2 separate regions of the Hordeum vulgare genome follow, and region 1 is linked to region 2. The links are chromatin contacts, called in public Hi-C maps. All regions are on one chromosome and are shown on one strand. The core of a region is the stretch at or near the end of the contact, and the rest is flanking DNA. Distances in the headings are between cores, read along the strand shown. Region 1 holds the start of LOC123398398 (noroxomaritidine/norcraugsodine reductase-like). Region 2 holds the start of LOC123396412 (probable glutamate carboxypeptidase PLA3).

Evidence for each region. A called contact is a pair of places that touch in the nucleus more often than the background predicts.
Region 1: a Hi-C map of leaf shows a contact between it and region 2, with 4 times the contacts expected there. The contact joins the promoter of LOC123398398 here to the promoter of LOC123396412 in region 2. A contact is called at or near these places in 2 of 6 Hi-C or Micro-C datasets (leaf and seedling).

Annotation. Positions count from the first base shown.
Region 1 is chr5H:14,604,408-14,610,262 of MorexV3_pseudomolecules_assembly, forward strand. It overlaps LOC123398398 (noroxomaritidine/norcraugsodine reductase-like), which reads right to left and starts at 3,335. Exons shown (of 5, transcript XM_045092874.1): 1 at 3,199-3,335; 2 at 2,902-3,109; 3 at 2,587-2,812; 4 at 609-715; 5 at 1-142. The coding sequence starts at 3,284.
Region 2 is chr5H:14,475,700-14,481,154 of MorexV3_pseudomolecules_assembly, forward strand. It overlaps LOC123396412 (probable glutamate carboxypeptidase PLA3), which reads left to right and starts at 2,610. Exons shown (of 1, transcript XM_045091356.1): 1 at 2,610-4,145. The coding sequence starts at 2,771. The coding sequence ends at 3,679. It also overlaps the pseudogene LOC123396198.

The sequences.
Region 1 (5,855 bases), core at 2,085-4,584, 130 kb after region 2:
CATCGACATAGATGACCTGGCCGGTGATGTATGAAGCTGCCGGCATGCAAAGGAACGACACCGTCGACGCCACCTCCACTGGCTCACCAAGTCGATGCATTGGAGTTCGCAACAGTGTACTTTTAGTGACCTCCGGATCCACCTGTTAAATTCGATCCAACAATTACCAGTTCTTTAAGCATCAACGATTTGCTAGGCAATTAAGATGTACAATATTATCTCGGTCCGGGTTTATAAGGTTTCCTGTAATTTAGGCATTTAGGTCAAACTTGGACCGCATGTTTGATTTGCAAAACATAATTGCTATCTCACGAAATTTATATTGTTGGAGTTGTATTTGAAAGAAGCTTCAAATGTAACGTTTTTACTACATATGACTCATATTTTTTGACACAAATGCATGGTCAAATTTTAACACAACATATGAGAAGTCATAATAAACCCGGACAGAGGGAGTAGAAAATATGAAAAGTAAAAGTCGCATTTCGAAAAAAGAAGCAGAAGAGTATATTAAAATGTCCCATTATAAGGACTTATTTGTATAAATTAGTCTGGTGAAATATTTAGGCTTATGCATTTATATTTTTCATGTGGTGTTTGGTGCGTACACTCTTTTGCAGCTCGGTATTGATCCCACCCGGAGCGACGGAGTTGACACGAATCTTGTCTGGAGCCCACTCGGCAGCAAGGCTCCTCGTGAGCTGATTAATTCCTCCTGCATGCGTGAGATAATAATATATTAATAATTCCAAAGGAACAACTTAGTTCAATTTTAGAACAATTAAAATTGGCAAATCCAATCCCTCAAAAGGCTTGTGGACCCGGGCGGACAGTGGTCTGTCAAGTCTCAAATAATGCACTCTATAATCAAAGACCTTAAATTAAAAATCACAAATTCATACTATTAGATGCAAGGTAGTAATATTTAAGCGGAGCTTAGCTGGCTCCGCCATGTGGTCCGGCGGCTGGCTGCGCCCCTTGCACCGTCGCACCGTCGGACCAGTCGCCGACGAGGTAGAGTAGGACATCGGGCACTAGCCGGCCACGAGAGTCGAGCTCCCGCCGTCTTTCATGTCCTACTCTTCCTCATCGGAGCCCGTGACCCGAACTGTGTCGATGGATGTGAGATCGATAACGGATCCCTCCTAGAAGGAGCCGACATCCACCACAAAGTGATTGCGACGCCCGTAGTGGTTCACCATACCGTATAGTCTATACGAGGCATCGAAGAGTGCGACTTTGCCTCCAATATCCCCCGCTGCGAGGGATTCCGCCACCTCCCGCGCCCACTGCCTCGCACGGGGGCACGCAACGACATGTTTTCATCGAACAAAGTCAATGGCGCGTCCGCATCAATAGAGTGGATGTGCATCCGCCACCGCGTTCAGATGCCAAACGGACGGCACCGCCTATGATGAGGCGGCAACGACACACCTAGCGCCGGATCCATGTGCCATTTGGCATACGCAATGGATTTTCGTCAGTAGAAGTCCTGTGCTATAGTGCACGAGCCTCCTCCCGGGAGCGGAGAACCGCAAGACGGATGCCCATCTCCTTCTCTGGGCCGGCCGTTCAATCACAAAATTTCTAAGAGCATCCCAAACGAAGAACAAGTTTGGGCCTCCCGCTGTAGATGCTTTTAGAGATTTATTATATTTTGCGGAAGTCTTATAGATTTAACTATTAATATCGTATATCATTTAGATGAAAGATAATATCTCACATCTAAGTATAAAAGTAGTCGTGTGTGTCATGATAATGCAGACGCCAGGTTCGCCTCATAGCTCAATGGTTAGGTTTATTATGAAACCATCACATCAAAGTTTAAGTCTTTAATCTGATATTGATGTTTGTATCTTTTGAATTTATTACAGTCCTTCGGACGATGTATAGATGTACAGTGTCGATTAAATCTTTTGAAGATGTTTATAAAGATGGGATGTACATGCGTCTATAAAAATAAATGTATGTGTATATACATGTGCGTCCACGGAGAACCGGCGTTTGGCTCCCGGGAGTCAAGGAGGCCGAAATTTTTGAAAAATTCAAAATTCAAAACTTTTAGTTTTAAAAATCTGAAAAAATATACAACTAAACAAGGATGTGATCCGCGTGCGTGCAAAATTTCAGATCGAAATACTTTGAAACGTGACCTGTATAAAAAAGACAAATTCATGGTCTGAAATGATGAATAGTAACCTGTGTTAAAAAGTTTCAGATTTATCTTTTTTGCACAGCCCTCATTTCAACGTATTTTATTCTGAAAATTTACACACTTGTGTATTATACCTTCATCTATCTATGTATTTTTTTTCAGATTTTTTAAAATATTAAGATAGAATTTGCATGAAATTTGGAGTTTGAATTTAGAAGCCTTCATCTATCTATGTATTTTTTTTCAGATTTTTTAAAATATTAAGATAGAATTTGCATGAAATTTGGAGTTTGAATTTAGAAGCCTCCATGAAGCTCAGGAGCCAAAAGCAATTTCCGTGCGTCCACGTTTCGTATTGTGTTTAAGAAATATAAATAAGAACTCGAGGCTTGTGCCGTAGAAAAATCGATCAAGAGCCTTGGTTTGCATACCTTTTGTGATGCAGTATAGTGCGAGGGTGGGGTATCCAAGTGAGCTTGCAATTGAGGAGATGTTAACGATGCTGCCTCCTCCGGCGATGGCGGCGTGGAGGAGGAAGGGGTGTGCGAGCTGACTCAGGTGCAAGGCCGACTCTAAGTTGGTCGACATGAGATGCGAGTACTCCTCCGCCGTCCACTCCACCGCCGCCTTCGCCAGATTCCGTCCCACGTTGTTTACCTGCATATAGATACAGAGTTGGTGCCAAATAATGATCCGAGCTGAAAATTAACTTGATCAATCAATCAAAGAGAGTGATCTGATCTTACTAGTATGTCGAGCTTGCCGTCCAAGGATTGCTTCACCGTCTCCATGAGCGTCTCCCTCTCGGCCCGCACGGAGACGTCGCAGACGGAGACGGTGACCGGAAGCTTCATCTCCTCCCACCGCCGACGGCACGCCTCCAGCTCCACCGCGTTCTCGGAGCAGGTGTGCACCCGCGCCCCCAGCCCGACGAGCTCCTCCACGATTGCGTGCCTGCCGTCTGATGCCAGTCACCACTCTAGCATGCAGCTTATACGATACTTACATGAATACATCATGCAGCATGCAACGTACGTACGTACCCAATTCCTCTGCTGCCGCCGGTGACCAGCGCCGTTGCGCCGGCGAGGCTCCACCTCTGCTCCCTGCTAACTCCAGCGGCTGCCATCTCCCTCTCTCTTTCTCCTTCTCTGTGTCTCGGCGTGTCTTGTTGTGTGGATGTCACTTTCTCTCTTATTATGTGATAATGTGAAGATCAAACAGGCCACGTTGGAGTGACCACGCCCACACATGCCGGATGCACACATTCCTGCCACCGAAACACGCGTCTCACATGCCGGATGTCCCATCGCCTCTTTGGATCCCAGAGTAAAATGACATCTAAGGCTAATTCCAACGCACGATCGTACCTCCGTTTCATTCATTTCTCGTTTATCTAGTGTGACAATGAGTTCATGTGTGCCCGCTCGAATTTTTAAATACATCGGTTGTACGTCCACGGCGGCCCCACGAGCTGCTGCGTACTATGCATAGCAATGCTGGACTTTTTCACTGTTTTGACCCACATGGTGTAAAATGATCACACGATGAACTCAATCTGAAAGTATTTTCAGATCTAACCCTTTTAAAAACGCGAGAGCCCGTGGCGTTGCAGCTCAACATAGAAACGCGAGACTATCTTACGTTTGTGTTTCAAATTCAAACGCTTGTTTAACTTATCGTTACAGACTACATGCAAAACGCCAAGGCACATGGCGTTGCATGGCAAGGAGCAAGAGCTGGCTCTGGCTGACATGCACGGCGTCCGGACATTTTTCCGGCAACACACTTCACCAAGCACTGCAGACAGCCCCCATCATCAGCTCACAGCAGAACCAAGGAGGCTCACAGCACGGAGGAACCAAGGAGGCCGTCTTGTTTGTATAAATTTTGTCTAATGTATTCATAATTTTGAAATGTATGCGGATCCCGGCCTTCCACATCCGTGTTTGCGGACTGACCACCCTATCCGTGAACGGTTGCGGAGGAAATTTTTGGGTCACCATTGCAGATGCCCTGAGCTCACCAAGGTGCCCTCTTGTATCTTTCAACCGTTTGTTATCTTTTTCGATGATTGTAATGGTGGCCTTGTGTAATCCTTCGTGACTTGATGACTTCGTTAATTCAAAGCAGGCTCTTGTTGAGCCTATTTTAGAAAAAGAAAAAGAAAATATTGCCCTATTAATTGCTCTCTTGACATAAAAGAATACAAGGTCACACATGACACCTACAGATCACAGATCGAGTTGATGCTTCTGTTAGCTGGATCCACAATGTTTTTCTTCTCGCGACGGCCTCGTTCGAATTTGAGAATATACTCTTTTGTTTTCAAATATAGGTCTTTTTAAAGATTTCATTAAAAAACTACGTACGGAGTAAAATGAATGAATATCTCTCCCTAATAACAAAGCAAATACGGTTTCTAGTCGTCCGTCATGGAAATTATCCCTAAAGTTTGTATAAATTAACCATCATGCCATCGGTAAGTAATAGAAAACGTTTCACAAAGCGAAAAATCTTGTACTGGGCCGGCCCGTGTAAAAACTAACTACATTACCCTCTGCATGCTGGGAGAATATCCATGCACAGGCGCCTGCTTTTAGTTCCGTTTATTTATTTATTTTCAGTTCCGTTTTAAAAAATTTATTTCAAATAATTTAGAACTTAGAATAATCTTTAAATTTTTAATAAACTGAAAATTATAAATCAACATATTTAAAAAATAAAATGTTTGTGACTTCAAAAACTGCTCGGAGTTTTGTAAAAAATGCTCGCATATACAATAAAATGTTTGCAATTTAAGAAAAATGTTAGTACAATAAGAAAAGTCCATGATTTCTAATACAATTTCATGTATTAAAAATTATTAAATGCATTTAACAGAATGCTTTCTAATTCAAAATATGTTAATGCATTTTAAAAATGTTCTAAAAATTTTAAAAATAGCTAATGCCTGCTTTGATAGTTTCTTTTTTTATTTAAAATTTTCTGTTCCATTTTTATTTTATTTCTAATTTAAACAATTTATAATTACAAAAACTTTTATTTTAATTTATTTCTAATTTAAATAATTTTCAAAACATAAAATGTTTGTGGATTCAAAAAAAAGCGCCGGTTTTTTATATTTTTTTGCAAATTCCAAAACAATGTCCATGAATTTAATAAATATATTACTGATTTATAAAAATGTTTGTTTATTCAGAAAAACTTCATGCGTTTCAAAAAATGATTGTGAATTTAAAATAAATCCTTCAATATCAAAAATTATGTTCGTCTCTTCTTGAATTGGTCGCCAATTCAAAAGAAAATAAACCCGTTCAAAATATAAATAATTTTTATGATATTTAGTAAATGTTTGTAAATTGTAAAAAATGTTCTCGATTTTAAAATTGTTCCCATATTTGTAAAATTGTTCACGAAAGATCTAATGTATGTAGTTAAACATTAATGCTTCTAAGTTTTTGTGTCAATATACCTGTGTGAATTTTGAAGAATTAACTGTTGGATGGATCAAGTTATTATTGTATGTTTTCTAAAAAAATTCTTGAAATTCAGAATAAATCTTTGAGTTACCAAGATTTTTGAATACCATGATATATATATTTTGAAAATGTAAAGATTGCTTCAACTTGTGAATAAATTTAAAAGAAAAAACATTTTTTTGCATTTGTGCACAAAAATTTAAAATCAAACGATGATA
Region 2 (5,455 bases), core at 1,360-3,859:
CGACTACGTCGCCGGCCCTTCTCGCCCGACGCACAGCTCTGGTCGCTCTGCTCCGTTAGGCTAGGTATGTCGCCCACGTCGAGCACCATGTGCTTCGGAAGCGGTGCCCGGCCACTACGGTGTCCTCGTATCCGCGTCGGGGCTGGGGCGCACGAGGACACCCGAATCCGAGGCATGTGCAGCCCGACGCGAGCCGTAGTGGGAGAGGGAGAGGTGGGAGGCGCGGGCCGCGTGCCATTTGACCGCAAGCGCGCCGGTCGACCCTAACGACGCGCTCGTCATGTCGGTCCTTCGTCTCTCTCTCATGATGGCGAAGACGGATGCGTGCCGCCGCCACCACAAGAATGCCGACGCGCTGTGACTCGCCATCGAGATGTTGGAGCGCGAGGCAAACAAAGAGGCGACGACAAAGGCGAAGGCGGCCCGCCATGTGAAGGAGCGGGACAGCTTAATCCACAGGTTGTCGGGCATGAGGTGCAGCTCTAACTCCGACCTCATGAATGGCTTCACTTCTAGCTTCCCTTGAGCCATATGGCTTTCCCATGAGTTATTTAAAAAAATTCTAACATCATTGAAGTCCTTGAAGAAGTTGACTCGTAAATAGATTGAACTATGATAATATAACTTTGATCCCTAAGATTCTAAGGCTAATAAAATTCAACAAGTACAACCTACTTGTTAAACTCTAGTTTCAAGCTTTTCCCTAAAGTTGTGTATAAAAAAAAGAATACTTGTGCCGTGAAAAATAAAGATCTTGCTCAAACATCTTTTACAAAAGTCAAGAATATTATTGGGTGGGTGGGTGGGGGTGGGAGCATTCTTGTTTTGCATGAAACCCTGAATCATGTACATTATTAATAAAGTATATGTCGTTTTGTTTATAGTAGGTTTTGAGAAGTCCTATAAATATCTATTGGTATTTCCTTTGTGAAATTATGAGACTTAAAGGTTTTTCTGCAAAACTATTGATATGATTTTGAGGATATGGTTTTCCTAGCTCCAACGAGCTTATTTTGGACCCTATGGATATTATTATTATTTTTACCTTGAGTGGCATGGATGCGTAAGGAACTTTTACTGATTTCGCTGAAAAATAGTAAAAAATCCCTTAATTTTAGAGTGCAAGGAAATGCAATTTTTCAGTAGAACTGCCAAAGTGAATTCGATACCAATCACTATGCATTCAAAATCACTTGTTGATTATTGGAGGCTGATAACAAGATGCAATGCTAAAACATGAAAGGAGTGAATGCCCTTAAATTAAGCCTCAACGTAGCTATACCAAGCAAAAGGGCACACTTTTATCGATCTCATGTGCAAGATCCACCCAACACGACACATAGTGCCGGCTACTACCTCCGTTCTTAAATATAAGTCTTTTTTAGATATTTCAATAGAAGACTAAATACGAAACAAAATGAGTAAATATATACTTTAAAATATGTCTATATATATCTGTATATAGTTCAAAGTGTAATCTTTAAAAAGATTTATATTTAAGAACAAAGAAAGTATATCATATGGATTATGGATTTATTTTTTTAATATGCCTATAGGGGGTGGGGGGTGGGGGTGATCTCCCCTTGTATATTAATCTCCATTTAAAAGGAAATTGAATTGATTTATATGGAGAACTAAGTCTAAAACCATGATTCCGTTTGCGTGTGAAACCAAATCGAAAACCTTAACAACTCGAAAGAGAATACATCTTTATCAACACAAAAACACATGTAGTACAATATAATTACAAATAGTGCAGTGCTAATATGTCATGCATGTGTACATCGTAACATAAGCAAGTATAAATGAATTAACTTGTGGTTGGATGGTTAGAAGAATTGTGATATTCCTTACTCATAAGAGTTTTAAGTTTGAGACATTGATGTTCATATTTTTCTGAATTAATTTCAGGTCTTTCAACAATGTACGTTCAGTAGAATAAGACAATTTCATCTACAAAGATATACATTCATTCATAAGGATAGGAGCGACTTCGACTGTACCGTATTAAAACACACACAAACAAATATAACTATAGGAACAGATATAAATAAATAAAAAATTGCGGGAAACAAATATAAATGTAAGAGGAGTAAACAACATGGGACACCGGATTGAACAGAGCAGTAAACGCCAACTGCTCACTTGACAGTCTCTGCTAGCTAGAGTCCCATCCTAAGTGAGGAGTGACATAAAGCTCCATCAACACGTCCCATTCTTCCATCCACAGGCAATGAGCGAGAGCGAGCCCAAAACGCACCGACCCGCCACAACCCACAGGTGCGCCGGTCCCTGTCCTCTGCTCTCGGTAGTCGGCACGTCGCAAATACGGAGCTCGCTAGTGGACCGAGGTGCGCCGCGCACCGCCCCAGCCCGCCAATCCGCGCGACGCAGCCGGCCCCGCCGCCGGCACTTGCTCCCTCCCAGTGGAAGCTCCCCCCGGGACCCCGCTCCCTCGTAGTAAAGCCTAGTACTCCTACGTCCTACATGCAGCGTACATCGTGCAGCGTACTTATCCGAAGAAACGGCAATGGCGAGACGCGAGAGCGAGCATGCCATGCTGCGCATCTTCCCAATCCCATCTGTAACTTACGTATAGACCACCGGTATACCGTGGTAGGGTAGAGTACACAGTACAGCGTGCTACGATGGCGAGCCGCACTAAAGTTGGTAACGGCCACCTTTCCATGGCCGTAAAAGCCGCGCACGGGTGGTGGGCGCGCCGACGCCCGCTGACACTCGGAGCCCCCACGCGCCCAGCCGCCGCGAAATGCCGCACCCCTCCTCGTGGCCTTCCTCGCCGCGGCAGCCGCTCCGCCTCGCGCGCGTCCTCCTGCCCTTCGGCCTGCTGCTCCTCGTCTCCCTGCTCGTCCTCCACGGCCGCCCGCCGGGGGCCCGCTCCGGCGCCGACCCCGCCGCGCTGTTCCTCTCCCTCTCCCCCGGGGCCAACGCCAGCATCGCCGCCGACCTGCGCGCGCTCACGGCCGGGCTGCACCTCGCGGGGACGCCCGGGGCAGCGGGCGTGGCCGCGCACGTGCACGCGCGGTTCCGCGCCGCGGGGCTCCGCACGCTCACCCGCGAGTACGCGCCGCTGCTCTCGTACCGGGCGCACACCTCCCTCGCGTTGCTCGCCGCCGACCGCTCCCTCCTTGCGCGCCTCTCGACGAACGAGCCGGCGGACCCGGACCGCCGCGTCGTGCGGCCCTACCATGCGTACTCTCCCTCCGGCGCGGCCGTGGCCGAGGCGGTGTTCGTCAACCTGGGCCGGGAGGAGGACCTGGCCGCGCTCGACCGGCTCGGGGTGTCCCTCCGCGGCCGCATCGCCGTTGCAGTCCGCGGGGGTGGGTATCGCGGCGGGGTGGTGGCACGCGCCGCGGAAAAGGCCGCCGTCACAGTGCTCATCGCCGGCCATGCGGACGGCGGCGTCGAGAGGGGCGCGGTCCTTCTCGGCGGCCCGGGCGACCCGCTCACGCCCGGCTGGGCCGCGACGGACGGCGCGGAGCGGCTAGGGTTCGACCACGAGGCGGTCAGGCGGCGGTTCCCGACGATCCCGCCCATGCCGGTGTCGGCCGACACAGCCGTGGCCATCGTGCGGAGCCTGGGCGGGCTGGCGCTCCCGCGCGCAGGCCGACCTTCAGCCAGGAGCCCATACGCAGCGAGTCGCGTTGCAACTGGCTGATGAACGCCAGATCTAGCGATCAACTGAGTGCCACTGTGCACCGGCCCTGCTGCTCCATCACCTGGCAAGGAGGCGGCCATTCCTTCTCCGAGCTCCGCGAGCTGCAATGATAGCTCCTATGCCCCCTCCTCGCTCGACCGCGTTGCGTCATTAAGAGCGGAGCGGGTTGATTTCAAGAAACTATAAGGGGTTGCTTGTAAATATGCACGGAAAAACGGTTTGGTGTGCCTTACAGAAGGACTGCGGGTTAATTACTTGAAAAAAGAGGTACTTTTCTGCAAAAGAGCCACGACGGACGACAGAAGCGCTCCGCGCTTTATTATTAGGGGAGAAGGCGATGTCAGCTACGGTTTTTCTTACGGCATGTGCATCCCAACACAGAAGCTTCAGGAACTAATTATCTCACTCCTTGTTCAGGATATGTAATGAACATATTATTATACAAATGAATTGCCAACATAGTCAACAAAACAGACAATCAAATTGTAAATGTCGTCACACATGCTAATAATTCTACACACATGGAAAAGATATCATAACCTTATTAAGTGATCTTAATTCTAAGCGGAGTTGCCTAGCAAAGATATCATCATGTAAATCATTGGTGACCGTCCCCTTTGTGCCGCAATTTTTAATTTTTTGGGACCTTCCTATCTCCACTTACATCATCGACAACATACAGTAAAATTTAATCGAAATTTAATAGGCTTCTATCAGATGACATGAGTGAAGATCAATGCAGGTTTATGGCATTGAGCATCATCTACTAACCCTTCGAAATGGTGGTTATTCATTTGGACCAATTACATCTCAAGCTGCAGGGGCAACAATATCTCCATGGCCTTGGAGCCCACCATCTCGCCACGTTCCTGCATATGAAGTATTAACATGTAATGGCTGAAACTTTACTTTAAAATGCAATGCTCAAATGTAACAAGAACTCAAATGTAACATGTAAAGCCTTTCTATGCCATTGTTCATCGAGCAACCGGTTGTTTGGTGGTAGACTTTGAGCCTGTAAACCCCACAGAATTTCCTGCCACTGCTGCTGGGGCCTTGCAGTCTTACAAGCTTGCTGTCAAGGCAATCTCCAAGATCCAGGCACTGCCAGGTGGAAGCATGGAGCTGCTATGCAACGCTGTGGTCAAGGAAGTCTTTGAACTTACAGGGTATGATAGCGTTATGGCTTATAAGTTCCATGAAGACAACCATGGCGAGGTCTTTGCCGAGATCACAAAGCCTGGCCTTGAGCCTTATCTCGGCCTGCACTATCCAGCCACTGATATACCTCAAGCAGCTAGGTTTCTGTTCATGAAGAACAAAGTGCGGATGATTTGCGATGTCCGCGCAAGAACCCTAAAGGTCATCGAAGATGAGGCACTCCCCTTTGATATTAGCTTGTGTGGTTCATCACTCAGGGCAGCACACAGCTGTCACCTTCAGTATATGGAGAACATGAACTCGGTTGCATCCCTTGTCATGGCTGTTGTGGTTAATGAGAGTAAAGAGGATGACGAGGCCGAGTCCAAACAACCAGCACAGCAGCAGAAGAAGAAGATACTATGGGGCCTTGTTGTTTGCCACTCAGCCTGGACGTACCGAGCGGGCTTTCTGGCCCGCTCGTGGCCCGCTCGGTCCAGGCCCGACAGCAAAACAGGCCGGTCCGGGCCCAGTAATCCAGACCGAAAAAAGTTCGGTCCGGTCCGGTCTTTAACCGGGCCAAACGAGCGGACCGAGTCCAACAAGAGCAGTTTTCCTTTTATTCAGATGCGTTCC